Linked DNA regions of Mus musculus: all the other regions are linked to region 2. Evidence: chromatin contacts called from public Micro-C and promoter capture Hi-C data. All regions are on one chromosome and are shown on one strand. Each heading gives the region's core, a stretch centred on a gene start, on an enhancer-like site or on the middle of the called end of the contact. The rest is flanking DNA. Distances are from core to core; before and after follow the strand shown.

The links. Promoter capture Hi-C pulls out the DNA fragments that hold promoters and counts their contacts. A called contact is a pair of places that touch in the nucleus more often than the background predicts.
Region 1: a contact with region 2 is called in a Micro-C map of embryonic stem cells, with 10 times the contacts expected there. The contact joins the promoter of Neurog2 here to the promoter of Camk2d in region 2. A contact is called at or near these places in 2 of 39 promoter capture datasets (embryonic stem cells and pre-B cells), 3 of 484 Hi-C or Micro-C datasets (all in embryonic stem cells), 1 of 115 datasets of contacts at active chromatin or transcription factors (astrocytes) and 1 of 9 other capture datasets (embryonic tail).
Region 3: a contact with region 2 is called in a promoter capture Hi-C map of hippocampal neurons, with 2.0 times the contacts expected there. The contact joins the promoter of Ndst4 here to the promoter of Camk2d in region 2.

What each region holds. Positions count from the first base shown.
Region 1 is chr3:127,631,843-127,635,099 of GRCm38.p6, forward strand. It overlaps Neurog2 (neurogenin 2), which reads left to right and starts at 1,294. Exons shown (of 2, transcript NM_009718.3): 1 at 1,294-1,615; 2 at 1,886-3,257. The coding sequence starts at 1,887. The coding sequence ends at 2,678.
Region 2 is chr3:126,595,254-126,598,637 of GRCm38.p6, forward strand. It overlaps Camk2d (calcium/calmodulin-dependent protein kinase II, delta), which reads left to right and starts at 1,698. Exons shown (of 21, transcript NM_001346635.1): 1 at 1,698-2,251. The coding sequence starts at 2,187.
Region 3 is chr3:125,402,656-125,406,005 of GRCm38.p6, forward strand. It overlaps Ndst4 (N-deacetylase/N-sulfotransferase (heparin glucosaminyl) 4), which reads left to right and starts at 1,436. Exons shown (of 14, transcript NM_022565.2): 1 at 1,436-1,852.

The DNA of each region.
Region 1 (3,257 bases), core at 44-2,543, 1.0 Mb after region 2:
AGTCCAGCAGGGAGCTAGAGCTCCTTTCTATTTTTTTTCTCCCCATTGAAAAGGCAGAATTGGGAGGACAGGCCCTATGTCTCAACAACGCCCCCCAGAGCGGAGCAGAGGTCATACAAGTGTCAGAGTGATCCACTCGCTCCTAGGAGCAGTAGCACGCCTGCCTTTGCCACCCACACAGGAAGCCACCTTATAGTATCATCTGGCTCTAACCTGTTGTTGGTACCCATCCCCTTCCGCACCAGAAGCCCCCCAAATTACGTCAAGGCGTGAAGCCTCACTGTGTCTCAGGGAAAATGGGTGTGTCAAGTGAGTGCGTTTATTTTATTTTATTTTATTTTATTTTTTTTTAATGCTCATCAATTGCTCTCCGACCAATTTCCCCTTCTAGGGGACGTCTCTGTGAACTCCTAATGTTTCCCAAACAGTCATAGACACGTTTCTCTAGAACTCAGGCACACTCTCTCACAACGTGCCTCCTGTCTGGCACACGTACGTGACCCCTTCCTTTTCCTAATTAGACTAAGGTGTTTTAAAACCCGTTTTCTAGTTGATACGGCCCCAAAGAGGCTTTGCCGAGACATGGCCGGCAGCACCACCAGGCTGCCTTCTCCGGGATTCTGACTCTCACTAATTCAAGGCTCCGGTCGCCCGCCCGTGAGACCCCGGCTGAGACGGGCGGGACGCGTATGGAGGACTCGGGCGGGAGCAGTAGTCGGGGTGCCCCCCCCCCCCCCCGCCATGGGCCCCCAGCACTCGGGCCCCTAATGAGCTGCTGAAAGGGAGCGGGCTCCGGTGCGCGTGGCTCGCAGGCCTCCCGGAGTCCCGGGAACACTGATTGGCCAGCTGCGCCTCGCGACCTCCTTTCATTAATAAATTAGCGGCACGCTCCAGCCGAGCGCGAGCCACCAATCACAATAGACAGCGGCGGCGACAACAGCCGCAGCTTGAGCCACTGCCGCCGCCGCGGCTTCGGTAGCTTGGGCTGCAGCCTGGAGCGCCAACAGGAGCTTTAGAACCATTTTATGCTGATTAGATAAAGGGGGGACGGAGGGGCGGGGGTGATGGAGGAGGAGGATGGATGGCCAGGCCAGGGGAGGGGGAGAGGGACTAAAGAAAGGGAAAGAAATGAATGATGATAATACGATGAAAAGAATAAGCTGGGGAGGGAGAGCGGGGGACCAGGACAGGCGGAGGAGGAGAGGGCGGGGGAAGGGTAGGTGAGGAGGGGGCCCCGGGGCAGATCTGATTGTTTTCTTGGTGGTATATAAGGGGTTTTAAGGAGAGTCGTGTGCCAGACACGCAGCCACTGAACCACAAGCAGCTCGGCTTTAACTGGAGTGCCTTGGAGTCGCGTGCCAGCAGCCACACGGCCAGGGACTGACTGACAGACAACCACGCACGAGAACGACAACACACGAGACTCGGGCGAGCTGCCGCGGTCGTCCGGGCTCTTGGCAAAGTCGCCCAGCCGAGAGGCCCCCCCGCGGAGGTGCGCCTAGGAAGCGCCAAGCCCGCGGCGCGGAGGACACCGTGCTCGGTTCCGGGCTGCGGGGACATTCCCGGACACACACCGGAGCAGCAGCTGCGCCGCGACACATCTGGAGCCGCGTAGGTAAGTGTGCATGCCGCGGCTCTCCACTTCGCAGGCAGTGTCCCCACGCAGGCTCACGCCGCCCACGCTAACTCCATCGCTCTAGACGCAGTGACTTCTGTGACCGGCAGAAGGTGGCTCGAGCCCGGGGCGCTCCTCCCCAGCTCTGTCCTCGCCATCTTCGCGAATGCACATTGAGGGAGATGGAGGGGGGGGGGGCGGGGCGCGGCGCCAGCGACACTTTACCCTGTCCATTCTGGGAATAAATTTCATCTGCCTCTTCTTTCTCAGGATGTTCGTCAAATCTGAGACTCTGGAGTTGAAGGAGGAAGAGGAGGTACTGATGCTGCTGGGCTCGGCTTCCCCGGCCTCGGCGACCCTGACCCCGATGTCCTCCAGCGCGGACGAGGAGGAGGACGAGGAGCTGCGCCGGCCGGGCTCCGCGCGTGGGCAGCGTGGAGCGGAAGCCGGGCAGGGGGTGCAGGGCAGTCCGGCGTCGGGTGCCGGGGGTTGCCGGCCAGGGCGGCTGCTGGGCCTGATGCACGAGTGCAAGCGTCGCCCGTCGCGCTCACGGGCCGTCTCCCGAGGTGCCAAGACGGCGGAGACGGTGCAGCGCATCAAGAAGACCCGCAGGCTCAAGGCCAACAACCGCGAGCGCAACCGCATGCACAACCTAAACGCCGCGCTGGACGCGCTGCGCGAGGTGCTGCCCACCTTCCCCGAGGATGCCAAGCTCACGAAGATCGAGACGCTGCGCTTCGCCCACAATTACATCTGGGCGCTCACCGAGACTCTGCGCCTGGCGGACCACTGCGCCGGCGCCGGTGGCCTCCAGGGGGCGCTCTTCACGGAGGCGGTGCTCCTGAGCCCGGGAGCTGCGCTCGGCGCCAGCGGGGACAGCCCTTCTCCACCTTCCTCCTGGAGCTGCACCAACAGCCCGGCGTCATCCTCCAACTCCACGTCCCCATACAGCTGCACTTTATCGCCCGCTAGCCCCGGGTCAGACGTGGACTACTGGCAGCCCCCACCTCCGGAGAAGCATCGTTATGCGCCTCACCTGCCCCTCGCCAGGGACTGTATCTAGAGCTGCGGGTCTCCCTCTCTCGTCCTCTACCCGGCCCTCTTCCCATCCTTCTCCCGCCCCTCACCCTCCACGCCCCGGACTCCACTTCACAGAGCAGAGGTGGCCCTTGCAATCCCCTCGGCGGCTGGTGCATTCGGGGGTGGAGACCAGCTCTGGTTTATTGAAGATGTGAGGATTTATGGTCAAAGAGGACTATGGCGTGTGGGAGTGGGGGCTGGCGTGGGGAACCTCGTAAGACTGTAAAAGACACTGAGAAAAAGTACCATAACTAACGAGTGTGCAGAGCAGACTGACGCTCCTCCCCTCTCTCAGAGCTGCTGGAGGAGAACTCCGGGCAGGCAGTTCGTGTGAATCTCTCAGAGGGAATGCAACTGGTCCCTGTGATCTTTTCACCTTCGTTTCTACATAGAGATGTTAATGTCAGTCGAAAGAAATGTATTTTAGCATCTGAATGAATTTACTGGTAATAATATTATCCACACATTTGCAATGGCTGGCATCTGCTCTATTCCCATTGCTGTCTGCAGGCTGTGGGAATTTCACCTGTCAAACCAAACTTTCCCTCTCTGATGTGCACTT
Region 2 (3,384 bases), core at 448-2,947:
CCACAGAGGAACTTCAATAAGCTTCCAAGGGTGTCCCACAATGACAACTGAACAGCAGAGGCCCCCAGGTAGGAACAATACAAGACAAAGCGGGACGTGTGCTGATCCCACGTGCTTGGCAACGTCAAAAATCAGCACTAGGAATCTAGTGCGTGGGCAGAATATCAAATGATGTAAGTAAAATTGAAGGGAAAATTATAGTAAAACAGGCCAGTAAATGACATTTTCATGGGCAAAACAATGCAGACATTGAATGATGACTAAATTCAAAAAGTATTTTCTTGTGTTGAGTGGGAGAGGGCTATTAGAAGTATGAGTAATATTTGCAAAATCTATAACAAAAAAAAGCATTTAAAAATTATATGGCCGTCTGAGTACTTCAGTTCAAAGGCCACTCAGCATTCTTTAGAACAGGGAATAAAAGAACCTGCAAAGTAGTAACTTATAGCCGCCCTAAAAGCATGTACAGGCTCCCTAACTGAAAGTTATCTATCATCTTCCCACTGTGAAATTTTAAGTGCACGATGTGATTCTAAGCACGAGCACATAAGCAATAGAAATGCAGGATTTTATGGTTTCCTGCTGTAGAACAAAAAGCAACAGTCTGAAGAAAATTTTTTAAAAGTTCATGATGCGTCTCTATTTTCCGTAGGCCTCTAAATCTGCAATTGCCTCGTTTATTAAAGACTCAGAAGTGAAAAGAAGGCTCAGAAATGATCTTAGCCACCACTTACACCTTAACCCATCTTACATGCTAATTTTTTTTCTCCATGCTAATTTTTAAGCAACAGTGTCAGATATGCTTAACTGTACACACGTTCTTGAACTCTTAAATGGTTTTCCAGATAGCCACTGAGGGAGTACACTCCTGTGCCCCTACTTGGCCTGCTCTTTGAGAATGCAGGTAAAGAACTCCCACCCTCCCTCTCCCTTCTCCCTCGGCAACGCGAAACAGGCTAGGCACGCTCACGTGACGCTAATGACGTCAGCCCCCTCTGGGTCGCGTGACCCACAGCCAACCTTCCTACCGCCCCACCCCCTCGCCACTGGCGTGGGACATCTCGCGAGAAGCCTTCTTACTATCAGAACTTGCTGAGGTTACAGGGGAGTTACTCTGGAGAGGAAGGAAGGTGTGGCAGAGTGGTGCACTTTTGGGTTTCATTATGTTAGAGTTTATGATCAAGCAAATGCTTATGGGGATCGCCCTAGTCGGGAAAAGGGGAGAGAAGGGCGAAGACGTGACAGTAAAAACTGAAGCGAAACGTGGTGCCCTGACCATCTTTGCCCCTAGCTAAGGGACAGCCGGGCGCAGCAGAGGTGGCCAAGGCTGGCAGCCCCAGGCAGTAGCTGCGAGCCGGGGGACGTTGGACCCGGGTCTGGGAGCAGTAAACGCGAACCGCGCCCAGATGCAAGGGTTGCTTCCCTCTCTCGGCTTCCCCGGCCTCGCGGCCATCCCGCCCGGGTAGAGGCATCCGGGTTGTGGGAGCTTCGAGTGGTCTCTCATCTTTCCGCCCTTCGTGGGTCACTGCGACATCTCAGTCCCGTCCCCTTAAGCGCGCTCCCTGCTGCTCCGCGCATCTCCCTTCGGTCTCCCTAGACGGCTGCGGGAGAGCAGCCCGAAGGGACGCGGCTGGAGTCGCTAGAGGGAGGTGTGGGGCCGCCGAGGAGGGGGCTTCGCTGGGCGGGGAGAGGAGGGAGGAGGCGCCGGGGAGGAGCCGCGGCTGCCAGCTTCGCCCGAGCCGAGCGAGCGCACTCTGTCGCCCCGCGGGTTCCCAGCCTTGCGGCCCCGTGGAGAGGAGGGAGCGCGGGCCACCAGCGCCTCCTCTGCCCGCTGGAACGACCGGCTGGGTGTTCACTCGGCCGCTGCCGCCCGCCACTCCGGGCGCTGCGTTGAGCTCTCCGTGCGGCCTCGGTGACCGCGGCAACCCCTCCTGACACCTCTCCCCCGCCCCTTCGGGAGCCCTCGGCCCGGCCACCGCGGCGGGAGGAGGAGAGGACAAGGGATCGCGGAGCGGGCTGGTCTGGCCACCTCGCCCCGCGCGCCCCGCCCCTGCGCGCACTCCCTCGCCGGCGAGCTACTTTCGGACACGGAAAGTGAGGGCGGCCCCGGGTGACAGCGCGGCGGCGCCAGTCCCGGGAAGCCAGGTCTGTTCGCGTGTCGCCCGTCGCACTGTCCAGACCCCGCCATGGCTTCGACCACCACCTGCACCCGGTTCACCGACGAGTATCAGCTCTTTGAGGAGCTCGGAAAGTAAGCGTCCCTGCCTGGCATCTCCTCCTCCCCACGACCCCTCGTCTCCCTCGTGGGGATAGAGAGCCTGCGGGCCGAGGCGGGGAGACGGACCCTGGCTTGGTGCGGGTGGGGCACACAGGGAAGGAAACCTTTGCCCTACTGTGGCGGGTGCTCCGAATTCCCAGCCCATCTTCTCGGGTCCTCCACCTCTCCACGGGGGACTTAGTGAATTTATGATCTCTGCAGTTGTAGCTGTCATCCTGAGAAGTGTGCGCGCACGCGAGTGCGAATGTGTGTGTATGTGTGTTCGGAGAGGAAAGGAGATGCATGTAAAATGCAACATTTATCACATTTTTGGTAAATAGATGTCTCTTGCTCAGCCCGCGCTGTATCTGCGATCTGACCCAGGTTCGGATGAGCTAACGAGAGAACACTCGCTCTCTGAGATGGTGCCATATTTATCGATGCCGAAAGTTCAACTTGGCTTGGTGGAGAGTCTGGTTCGGCATCCAAGTAGTTGTTCCGTTCAGGAAAAGGGCCACCCAACAGAACCCACGTCCCTGCCATGTATCCGCTATCCTTCTTTGCACTAAGATGAGTCGCTCACCATCATTCTAGGATTTAGGTGTACATCGTCTCTGAGAGGATTTATTTATCCAGGCAGAGGAAAGCCCTAGAGCCCGAGAGAGCGTTTCCCCAGGGTAGCCTAGCTTGTGTAAAACGACCTCCTCCACTGAAGTGGCAGGACTTCCTTGAGATGTTAAGGAGGGACAGGGTACCTACTGAAGATCTGCACAGGGGCAACTAGAGACTCAGTCAGGAGGGAGTGTTGGTTTACCGAGCATCAAACCCCAAACCTATCGCTAATTTCCACTATCAGGGAAGGGATGCATTTGTGTGTGTGTGTGTGTGTGTGCTGTAGGTTTCCTTACAGTTGCATAAAAGGAAGTGTGAGCACTTTTAAATCAAATGAAAATGATATCTTTATAGATGATCTGCTGTTGAAACATGGAGTATGTCGGAAGAGCAGCTTAATTTAAATCTCTCCCCTCCCCCCAAGCCCAAACCAGGCAGAGAGAAATCACCTTACCCCAGAACCTGTTAAAGCACACCAGTGAGCTCGAGATTTATGTTTTAATGAAAACAATCGC
Region 3 (3,350 bases), core at 186-2,685, 1.2 Mb before region 2:
GCACTGCTTCTGTTGGCCTTTGAAATAGGAACGCAGCAAGACTGTAATGGGTTGAACAATTTGCAATAATGTTTCTTCCTCAATTATGCAATTTTCCAAAAACTTAAAATGCTAAATAAATAATGAAATTAAAAAACAAACAAGCAAAACAACAAAAAAGCAAAACTATGGTGGGATCTGGTATGGTAACAGAGGCTATACTAGAAACTGAAGGGCTCTGGGTTCAATTCCCAGCACCATAACCAGACAGGTAAAACTATAAAAGATAGAAATTTTCAATTAGCATTTAAAATGCATTTTAATCAACACTGAACCATGGCATGGTATTTTCCTCATAATATTATATTATTGATAAAAAGATACGTCTGCAGTATGCTTATCTCTCTCAATTGTAATGGGCATCACTAAGTCAACATGTCTTGACCTTCAAATGCTTCTTTGCCATCCGGGTAAGAAGTTGCTGAATGCTGCTTGAAGATTTTATAAACATAAACTTTTTCTCAACTCACTGTGCATGAGAATTTAGGCAATTTGCAGACAAATGTTATGCAGACGTTAACACCAATAATACTGGATACAGACATCATAAAGCCAAGCTTTAATGGCTTCTCCACTACTTCCACCCCCCTCTCTAGTCACGGGATTTTACTGAAATTGTCCGAATATTACATGTATTGCTTATAACTGAAGACACACACACCAGATTAGAGAGTATTCTGCAGCTCTATTCTGTCTTGAAACAAGTTTTCATTTTTTTTCTTGTATATTTATATTTAAATATATATATGAATATATATATATATAATTTTTAAATTTGAGAAATAGAAATGTAGTTTCCCATAGGAATCAAATTTTACCTCTGTTAATTAACATTATATAGTTTTACATATTTATCTGTCCTTACTGATAACACATGTTTATGCTATTATAAGTATCAGGATTTGGTAGCTCACAGACAGTTCTCCAAGTTTTCTATTGCTCATTGCTGGCTTTTGTTCTGTTTGAAATTAGACTCTTTGGCTGGCACATATTCACAACAGAAAGCCCCATCACGAACTTTTATTAACCCACTTGATACAGTGACATAGCTGCAAAGTGAAATCTTATTCTCGGATTATGTAGGAAATATTCAAACTGTCCAGTGAACGATTATCCAAATCCTCAAGGGGCACCTAATCAATCAATCAGTGTTGTGTGAGAGGAAGGCTGCCGGCTGCTGAATTAGCTTCTGCTGGAATGTGTTCATGTGTAACATCCCACTGCCTGGATGACATCACAACAGCTTCAGGTCCTTGAAAGTCTTGAGGATGATTAGCTGAAGGAATTGGCTGTTTCTGCCAATCATAACCCGGCAGAGCTGCCTTCATAGTTCTGGAGATGTGAGAGAAAAAGGGAGGGAGGGAGAGAGGGAGGGAGGGAGGGAAAGACCGACTCCAGCTAAGCAAGAGGCACAGCAGCAGTGGCAGAAGCAGACAGGAGCAGCTGGTATTCCGGTGATTAAATAGTTCTCATAGCCTTTTTGCTGTACCCGGTCTGCTCCCTGGGGTAAGGCTCGTGTCCGAGAAGGAAGCTGCATTTTAACGGTGTGCTGAACAGAGGTCTGAATCATTCCAGCTGGCTGCTTGTTTTGAAAAGGACAATGTGTGTATAAATAAAAAGACTGCTGGAAGGGTCCAGACACCGGCACCGGAGCTGAGGAGTGCTCTCAGAATCCTGTTGAGGCAGATGGCACGAACTGAAAGCTCCGCTAATTAACGTGGAGCCAAGTAAACCTGAATTCTGGATATCTCATTTTCTAACTTCGGATAAATTCAAGTTAGCAAAAGAAAAAAAAATTGAAATGCTTCTCTAGGTAAGTTACTGCCCTAATTTGTTGAAATTGACAATGACGGGGTATGTGTGGCTTAGCTTCATAAACAAGTTAAACGCACTAAAGTTTTATTTGTGAAAGATTTATGTAGAAGCAGATACTTTTAGAGCCAAATTCAATCTCCCTTTCTGGCGTGTGTATACATACCTGTCAGTATGTAGAAGTTATATTTGCATTGTATATAGAATGTATTGCCCTGCTGTAAAAAGGGAACTGAACAGCAGATTAATTTTAAACAGTTACTCTGACATTTGCACCAAAACACCTCCCTGGATAACAGGTTTGTCCTGTTTCTACTGGACCTACTAATTTTGCAAACTCAGCCTTCAGTCATAACTGTGGCTGGTGTTTAAATGTTTCCTAAGAAGTATTACTTAGAATGTGGCATGCAAATTGCCCAAGATGAGAACTCTTCTCCTTGGGACATAAGATTTATAGGTGTTCTCTGTTTTGATGGAATTTTGAGAGAAACAGCTGGCACACACATTTGAAACTGAACGACACTGGCATATGCTGTTTATCAGGAAATAGATGCTATCCCCTAGCTCATATTAGAAATGAAAACATCTCAGGGTAATATATGTCATATTCATATCCTAGATTGTGAGCAGGACACCGACACCTCAGTGCCGTATTCACACACACACACGCACACACATATACACACACACACTTCCAAAGCCCCCTACACAAAACACATTGGAAAATGCGAGATGTTTAAAGGTGGTCTTAGTGTTTCTAATACTTATATCAGAAGAAATCAAAGTTTAAAAATATTAAAAATTGATTTCCTTTTAACTTGTCCTAATTTACAAATTGATATACTTTTTCAGAAGCAGTGTGTTGTTTATTTTGGTAGACTGTGTTCTGCTCCTCAATTAACTTTGAGAAAGTGTAATGAGTTTATCCTTTCTGTCAGACGCTCCTTTTCCTGCCTTCACAGCGTCTGTTCTAGGAGTTTTCATTTACATGGAGGCAGAACTTTTCAATGTTAAGCTGAAGCAAGATATTAATACATTTCTGTCATTCAGGCTTAGTTATCCACTTTCTTGTCAGTTTCATAGTTAAAATCCTGTATATTTTGGAATAAGAAGAAGCTGGTGAAGACAGAAGTTACTAAAATTACTTTAATTTCACTAAAACTAAGAGACAATGAGTTTCTCCAAATGATTTTAATGAGTTGTTATTTTTCCGGATCACAACTATTTTAATTTGTTTTACTGGAATTGGGCCAATTAGCTATAAGCAGAAACTTAGGTAGTGATGGATAATTTGTTTTGTTTGTTTCAATAAAGTTTAAGTCAGGAACATAAGACCCCTGACCAGAAGGATCTCATGGTGAGAACCAGCATTCCCCCAAACATTAGAATGTTTAATAAGAAAAGTAACTGTGTCATTTATGTTTATCTCTGGACAGAAATAGATATTTGAGTATACTATGATTTTTGCTGTTTTTCCATAGAGAATTCTCTGGCAATCT